3 separate regions of the Mus musculus genome follow, and regions 1 and 2 are each linked to region 3. A link is a contact called in public HiChIP or PLAC-seq data. All regions are on one chromosome and are shown on one strand. Each heading gives the region's core, a stretch centred on a gene start, on an enhancer-like site or on the middle of the called end of the contact. The rest is flanking DNA. Distances are from core to core; before and after follow the strand shown.

The links. HiChIP or PLAC-seq counts read pairs in DNA pulled down with a chosen protein or histone mark.
Region 1: a contact with region 3 is called in a FOXA1 HiChIP or PLAC-seq map of pancreatic cancer cells. The contact joins the promoter of Rpap1 here to the promoter of Vps39 in region 3. A contact is called at or near these places in 1 of 484 Hi-C or Micro-C datasets (embryonic stem cells) and 1 of 115 datasets of contacts at active chromatin or transcription factors (pancreatic cancer cells).
Region 2: an HNF4G HiChIP or PLAC-seq map of pancreatic cancer cells shows a contact between it and region 3. The contact joins the enhancer-like site here to the promoter of Vps39 in region 3. A contact is called at or near these places in 8 of 39 promoter capture datasets (the 3T3-L1 cell line, the HPC-7 cell line, embryonic stem cells and 4 more), 1 of 484 Hi-C or Micro-C datasets (double positive thymocytes), 3 of 115 datasets of contacts at active chromatin or transcription factors (astrocytes, bone marrow-derived macrophages and pancreatic cancer cells) and 1 of 9 other capture datasets (adipose tissue).

Annotation. Positions count from the first base shown.
Region 1 is chr2:119,786,287-119,788,986 of GRCm38.p6, forward strand. It overlaps Rpap1 (RNA polymerase II associated protein 1), which reads right to left and starts at 1,251. Exons shown (of 25, transcript NM_001163701.1): 1 at 1,129-1,251.
Region 2 is chr2:120,951,136-120,953,854 of GRCm38.p6, forward strand. All of the region lies in intron 4 of Ubr1 (ubiquitin protein ligase E3 component n-recognin 1), which reads right to left. Among named protein-coding and RNA genes, the nearest start is that of Ubr1, 18 kb to the right of the region's middle. Within about 2 kb of position 1,421, at least 19 of the 459 cell types and tissues checked have an H3K27ac peak or open chromatin away from gene starts, as enhancers often do. A contact at or near this core is called in pancreatic cancer cells, where this site is marked.
Region 3 is chr2:120,351,852-120,354,551 of GRCm38.p6, forward strand. Vps39 (VPS39 HOPS complex subunit) reads right to left here and starts at 1,286. Exons shown (of 25, transcript NM_178851.4): 1 at 1,064-1,286. The coding sequence starts at 1,136.

The DNA.
Region 1 (2,700 bases), core at 1-2,500, 570 kb before region 3:
CAAGTTTACTTGGCACAAAGAGACATGTACTTGCGTAATTGACCTCCTAATTGGCAAGTTAAGACACATGAATGTTAGACAAGTCCCATCCCAGTAGACAAGTTAAGACCTGAATATTAGATAAGGCAAGTCCCCTGCCACAGTTGAATACCCCAACCAATAGGAACACAGTGAGTGGTGTACAACAAAGACATGTTCCCAAGGAAATCCTCCATCCCTAAATCCTGAATAACTTGGCACAGATGTTTGTGGATTTGGGGCCTAAAAATCCTGTAGGATCTTAATTCAAGGGGTATGGTCCAGTTCCCAAATCTGGACCATGGAATTTGGTCAAGTCATGGAATATATGCTCACTAAACTATCCCTGTCTGAGATTGGTGTTTGTGAGACGATTCCCGAACCCCAGTAGTTTCACTGCCCAGTAAATACACACACAAACACGGGGCTGTGACGGGTTGTTTAACAGCAACATTAGAAACCTAAGTCAGAAATAAAATACTAGCTCCACTACTTACTAGTGTAAAATTAGGCAAATTATTTAAGCTATTCCAAATTAAGTTTCAAGCCTGTAAAATGCACAAGGCTGAGACAGACTAATCCCAGCATTTGGGAAGTGGAGGCAGGAAGATAAGGCGTTTCAATTCAACCTGGGATACAGGAAACCTTTCAAAACAACAGCAAGTTATTACTGCATGCAGCGTGCCTTCCACAGTATCTGTTATATAAATAAACTTCAGTGAATGAAAACAGCAAGTCCCATGCTACATAAAGAAGCAAATGTACTCCCCCACAAACTCCAGGGGGGGGATTTGTCTAAAATCAATTAGTGCTAAAAGTTACGCCTTGAATTATAATAAGGATAATTCCGACAGATAACCTCTAAAGCGAAGGAAAACTAACAATGGATTTACTGGGTTTTGGAATAGCCTCTTACATCGCAGCCTATCGGCGACACGACCAATCCAGAGATTGCACCTCAGGCTCTAGTTAAGCATCCTGGATCGCCCGCGTCTGCAACCAAGAGACAGCTCGTGAGGCTCGAAATGAAGAGCTGTACCCGAGGTTTAGGTAACACAAGCTACTTCTGTGCAAAGACTCCCAAGCAGGTATGATAAAGTAACCAGACACCTTGCTTCTGGGTTCTCCACCTGAGTAACTTGATCGGGGTCTCTGCAAACAGCAACCTACTCCAACCAAACCCGCCTGGGCGCCGCCATCTTGGCCGTGCGGACTGGCACTTCCGCCGCCTCTAGAGTTCGGCTTCCGCCGAGCAGCCCCGCCTGCCGCGCTGTGGCTCGCCCGGGAGCTCGAGGGCTCCCAGCTCAGCGTTGTGTCTCTGAACCTCAAGCGGCGAAGCCTGCGGCGACTAATCTTTCTTTACACAGACGCTGGGAACACACGCGTTTGATGTAATGCAGACCCAGGTCTTTCCACAGCACGGCAGATGTAAAAACTTGCACAAACGTCCTTCTGCACTCAACACCGTGCTTAACTGCGTCCTGTATTCCCGCTCCACTCCCCGCACTCAGCATACAAAAGTCTGCACACAAACCAATGCGATCTCCCCAGTGTGCTTTTAGACGAGCGAGAAGGTAACTGTGAGAGGGAGATCCAAAGAAAGCAACTCTCCCAGAGAGCACTGTAAGAATTGGGTGTTAGTGAGAAGACTAAAGAAACTGGTTGTCATCAAGGTTACCCGCTTCCTAAGCATCTTCCCTTCGTTTATGTCAGTCTCTCCTCTTGGGAATTCAACCCCCTTCCCTGCCGTCCCTTCCCACAAAGTTTATCCCCTTTAAGGTCTAGCCAGAATCAACTTTGATAAAACAACAACAACAAAACAAAACAAAACTTTACCAATCAGTTCTGCCCCCTGAACTTCTAAACTTGGATGGTCTGAAACCCAAGCACTTGCACTAACCACTTGTATGGAGCAGACTGCTGCAATTAGTAGTTACCTTTTCACAAGAGAAGTTCTTTCAGCCTTGTGATATGAAAGGCTTGAGTAATTCTGGCACTTGGGAGACTGATATTGGAGGATGACAGACTCAATGTCTACTTAGGTTACACAGTGAGACCCTGGTTTTTTTTTGTTTCATTTTGTTTGTTTTTACATTTTTCCAGTCAGGGTTTCTTTGTGCAGTCCTGGCTATCCTGGAACTCACTCTGTAGACCAGGCTGGCCTCAAATTCAGTCTCTTGAATTAAAGGTGTGTGCCATCACCTATGGGCAAAAACCTTTTTTTTTTTTAATTTTTATATTTATTTCCTTTTAAATATACACATTTACTTGGGAGGCAGAGGCAGGCAGATTTCTGAGTTCGAGGCCAGCATGGTCTACAAAGTGAGTTCCAGGACAGCCAGGGCTATACAGAGAAACCCTGTCTTTATAAACAAACAAACAAACAAACACATTTGCCTGCATGAATATTTGTGCATTATGTGTATGCCCTGAGAAGCAACAAGAGGGAGTTAGATCTCCAGGAACTGGAGTTACAGATGGTTGTGGTCCACCATGTGGGTGCTGGGAATTGAACTCTGAAAGAACAACAGGTGCTCATTTTTAAAAATGTTTTTTTATTTCTATTTATTAAATCTGTGTTTTGGGGGGCTGGAGAGATGGCTCAGCGGTTAAGAGCACTTACTGCTCTTCCGAAGGTTCTGAGTTCAAATCCCAGCAACCACATGGTGGCTTGCAACCATC
Region 2 (2,719 bases), core at 171-2,670, 600 kb after region 3:
CTTCTACCTAGTGCTTAGGAAAGAATTTTTCAAGAAAGGCATTTGCATCTTAGAAATAAACCCAACTGGGACAAGAGAACCAGAAGTTATAAAAACAATGAAAAAAACCAAAACAAGAAAATAAACAACAGAAATACGGGAGAACTTGCTTTTCCTTTCATCTTAAAGGAGCCTTTCTTCAATGCTCCACAACTCGCTTCCAGCGCTATTAGTTAGGTCTGCTTATGTTTGGTGATGCTCCACTAAGCTTGGCACAATTCCATGTGCCTGGCAGAATCTGGATAGCACACTCACCAAGGCAGAGGGAATAAAGGCTGAAATCACAGTGCTGCAGGAGCTAGCGTGCTACCTAAAGCCGTCCTCTCCCACCTCCAGATAAGCAGTTCCAGAATACTGATTACTTTCCCAAAATAAGTTTAAATCCAAAAATGTCCAAGATCAGATTTGAGACTGAATTCAGATTTCTAAAAATAAAGCTAGCTTCCTGGATACGTGAGACATGGCTTTACCACTAGCTCTTTGGAGGCTAAGTAAGGCTGATCTCTGTGAGTTCCAGGCTAGCCACGGCTACATAGAGGCCCTGTCTCAAAATGAATGAATCTAGCACAATTCTCACCCCCCTCCACCTAAGCATTTTATTGTTTTCTATCAAAATGAATTAAACATCTCCCATTCCATCTCCTAAAAGGCATTGCTCATATGGCCAATCAAAAATATTTGTTAAATATATTAAACAAAAAAAGCAGACATTTTACTGTTGCTTGTTTATTTCAGTGCAAATAGTAGTAAACAGATACAAGCCCAGCAATTGGAAGGCTCTGCTTGGGAGGAACCTGAGTTTCAGGCCAGCTGTCTTAAAGAGCAACAAGCATACAAACAAAAAAAGACTAGAAATCTTTGTAAACTGTACTAAAGTTTCTCATTTCTTTTTGGTTAATTTTCTTGAGTTCTTGTTTTGTTTTGTTTGTTTATTGTTTTGTTTTGTTTTGGCTTACAATCATGACTACATCACTTTGTTCTTTGTAATATTTACATATCTTAGCTCAGTCGAGTTCATCTGATTGACAGTTCTTCCAGAACAGGGTCAACAGAAGGATTCTGAAACATTGAGCTCCAATGTAGATGAATTATAATCCAATGGCATGGCTGCCCTGGCAAGGGATCACATCCAAAGACCTAGGTCTGTATGATCCAGCTGGAATGTAGACATGCCACACACTTTTAACCCTTCTGGCTGGAATACAGACAATCCCTTAGCACACACCAGTATGTTTGTAGAAGGAAGAGGCCATGTTTGAAAAGTGGCTAATTGAGGAGTAAACAAAGTAATGAATCAGAGAAAGATCTGACAGAATGAGTCAGAAATAGGATACTCCCAATTCTTAAGAGGAAAGAGACGCACATGAAAGAGAAGCAATTTAAGAGGAGCCCAGAGACAGAGAAGGAGTCAGTTGGGAGTGCACTGAGTGCACTGAGTGCAGTGCAGAGAGTACAGTGCAGTGAGTATGGTGACTGCAGTGCAGTGAGGGCAGTGAGGTGAGTACAGTGCAGTGAGTGCACTGAGTGCACTGAGTGCAGTTCAGAGAGTACAGTGCAGTGAGTGTGGTGACTGCAGTGCAGTGCAGTGCAGAGAGTACAGTGCAGTGAGTATGGTGACTGCAGTGCAGTGAGGGCAGTGAGGTGAGTGCAGTGCAGTGAGTGCACTGAGTGCACTGAGTGCAGTGCAGTGGAGCTGAGTTCTTCCCTGAGTCCATGCAGTACAGTACAGGGCAGCAGAGGCAGCTGAAGACAAAGAATAAGAGGGAGCCAGAAGATTAGAACAGATTGCCAGAACAAAAGGTTGTATCTAGGGATGGGAATTGCCAATGAAAGTGCAAGCCCAGCAAAAGAACGCCAAAGACAGCACCACAACACACTCCCACAAACTCACAACACCAACACAAAGATAATGACCTAACTAAAAGGCTTAAGGATTTCAAAGTCTAGTTTTAAAAACAGGATCAACAACCATACACAGGAATTCTATAAACAGGTTAAGAAGTCAGTTAGGATCAACACAAGAAAGTTATGAAACAGATGAAAGTATCAGTAATTTTGAGAGAAAATTAAGGGAGAATTTGGCAAGGAAACATGCAAAAAAAGAGCCAAACCAAATTCTGGAAATGAAAGAAAAAAACCAAAGTCACAGCAGACCAGGACCAAGGGCTAAGGACTAGTTCCAGAGGGGGGCACCAGTTGGGACAATAACACATACAGGCTTACAGAAAGAAAAAAAAATTATGAAGATAACCAAAACTTCCAAGAAGTCCGGGATACATCAAGAAATCTAACCTAGAATCCATGGCCTAGCTTAAGGAGTTATGGCAAATCATGTAAAGAGGCTTAGACAAACTATTTTTTAAATTATAATTAAGAATTTCCTAGAGAAGAATTTCTCCACGGCATATTTAAATTAAAACAAACTAAACAAACAAAAAACACAAAATACTAATATCTGTAAAAGAACACACTAACTCACATTCAGAGGCAGAAAGATCAGAACAACATTAATCTTTCATTAGCAGTCCTCAAAGTCAGAAAAAGTATGGCCCTGAAACTGTCAACCAAAATTGCTATCCTTCCCTGAAAAGTTATCTATTAAAGTTGACAGAGAAATAAGAGTATTCTAGCACAGGAATTTCTTAGAGAAACTGTTATCACCAAGAAATTCACATAACTA
Region 3 (2,700 bases), core at 36-2,535:
ACCCCTCCATGTATTATTCTCTATTGAGAGCACTTTCCTCCAGGAAATGAGGTTTTCTTGAGATGGCTGTAGGAAATTGGGTTCTATTCTCTCCCTAATTCAAAGGACTACATCAGTTTACATTGGAGGTACTATTTTACAGAGGCTAGGGGCTGCTCAAAGAAGAGCACAGGGAAAAAAAAAAAAAAAAGATGTGAATCCCTCTAAGGAGGCCACAAAGAACCTGCAAGGATGCCTGGGAAGCGCTAGCAACAGATGCTCGGCACACTGGTCACCATCAACATTTCCTTGTGGTCCATCGTGGTGCCTTCCTTAGGGTAAACTCTACGTACAGATTCTGAACTTTACCTTTGTATGGGCCCTTGATGTTTCTTGATATTTAGGGCATGGACATTAACAGAAAAGACTGAATTATTTTTACGTAGCCTGTTATGGGTAATAACGATGCATAGAAAAGCACTCGATGTAGCCTGAGAGCCAAGATTTACGTTCTTGAACTCCAGAAAACATGAAGGATGCTGACCTTGCTTTCTGCATTGGTCAATCCCAAGAAAAAGTATACAAGGTCGCATGGGTCAGGTTTCACAGCAATCTGTTATGATGCTCTTCCACTTCAGTCAGGTAACTTGGGCACCTCACGACATAAGGTAGTTATATGAGCTAACTACTAAAAGGAAAAATAAACTAAGTGAACACTAAATGCTCTGAAGCATACGGTGCTAACATTGTCTGTCACCTAGAACACACCGCAATCATTTAACAAGGTGAAGCACCTGGCAGGCTTTGCCCTTTTCACTCAAGACTTCTTGGGAACCGAAATGGGCCCCAACAGAGCACATTAATAATGTGAGCTCAGCCTCCAACTGCATAGCGCACAAGAGAGAGCGCGGAGCGTCCACAAATGGACTGTCCTTAGCAATCACGCAAGCCGCCCGGGGTCCAGTCACGTCCGCCCTCTCTGACAGCCTGCGTCCGCAGCCCACCCACAGGGTCAGACGCCTTGCCTCTCTATAGCTCGGCGTGAGGGGCCGCTGCCTCCCTGACCCGAGGCCCCGCGGCTCACCCCAGGCAGCCAGGCAGTCGATCTGCAGGGGAAGCTTTTCCAGGATCGGCACCGGCTCGAAAGCGTCATGCATGGCTGCGGGAGCTTCACCGCCACTGTCCCGCCCCTGCTGCTGGGAGGAGCCTGCCGTCCGAAAACAGGGAAGACTCGTATTCCACCAGGGACCCCTGCTACAGGGCCTTCAGCAACAACTCCATCCTCGCCGCCGGACTTCCTGTTGCCTTAAGCCCGCCCCTTCCGCAGCAGAAGCTCCGCCCCCAACCCGAGTTCACATCCATACCAGCTGCTCAGAGTCCCTTGGTGTTTGTGGTGGTAGAAGAGAAACTGATCTTTTTTTTTTTTTTTTTAAAGATTTATTTATTTGTTTTATTTATATGAGTACACTATAGCTGTCTTTAGACACACCAGAAGAGGGCATCAGACCCCATTACAGATGGTTGTGAGCCACCATGTGGTTGCTGGGAATTGAACTCAGGACCTTTGGAAGTGCAGTCAGTGCTCTTAACCACTGAACCATCTCGCCAGCCCGAGAAACTGATTTTAGGCAGTCAACTTAGTGAAGACCTCGCGATAAAGAGGAATTTAGCTCACTGGGCTGCGTGTCAGGAGAGATGGCAGCCTGACATCCCAGGACGCAGGAGGTTCAGAGTTATCTTCAGTACGTATCAAGTTTGAAGCCAGCCTAGGATACATGAGGCCCTGTCTCAAAAACCAGCCCTCCCAACCACGGAGGAAAAAGGAACTTCTGCCTTGGCGTCAGTCTTGGGTTGGAGATATACCACTTAGGAAATTTGGCTTTTCTTTTTCTTTGGAAATAGATTGTTGCAGGCCTTACTTTCATACTCTGCAAAACCTTCTTCAAAATAAGATTGCTTAGAATCGTGAACATCTGTCAAGTCTGACACACTCTAGCCAGTCAATAGATTGCTTCAGTACCATCATTACATTTCAGCTAATTCTTAGTTGTACCTTAGGTTTACATTGTTAAAGCTGTAGACCAGTGATTCTCTCCTAGTGCCTAGTCAAGCAAGTTTTGAAAAATTCAGGCTCAGACCTCATTCCAACTTTACTCAAACTTTGGAGAGTAGTATGAACTCAAGTAAGTTCATACACTTGAACAGGAAAGCCATTATAGGCTAATGTTCCTTAGCCCGGGCATAATCCCCTAGGGATTGCATACGGGACTGTTATGTGTGCACTGGAGGATGTTGGGAAGCAACCTCAGAATCTACCTGCAAGAGATGTTAGAGAAGCCCGCCCAAAGGTCAGATACATTAATGAAGATGCAATCTGGTAAGCACTTCTGGCGAGCCACTGTTACTGACCAATGTTTCAGGTCAGAGGTCAGATAGATGTCTTCCTCAGCTGTTTTCCACATTATGAGAAATGGCCTGTGTTTTTGTTTGCTCGTTTCTGAGACATATCCACCCCTTTTACAACTAGCCAGCCTAGCTCACTGGCAAGCCAGTAAGCTCCAGGGACCCACCTGTCTCTAGTCTCAGTGTTAAGGGCACTAGCTTTGTCACATGGATGACACGGATCCAAACGAACCCGGATCCTCATGCTGTGTGGCAAACACTTTACAGAGTCATTGTCCTGGCCTCCAGGCCACTGCACCTGGAGACATTACTAAAACA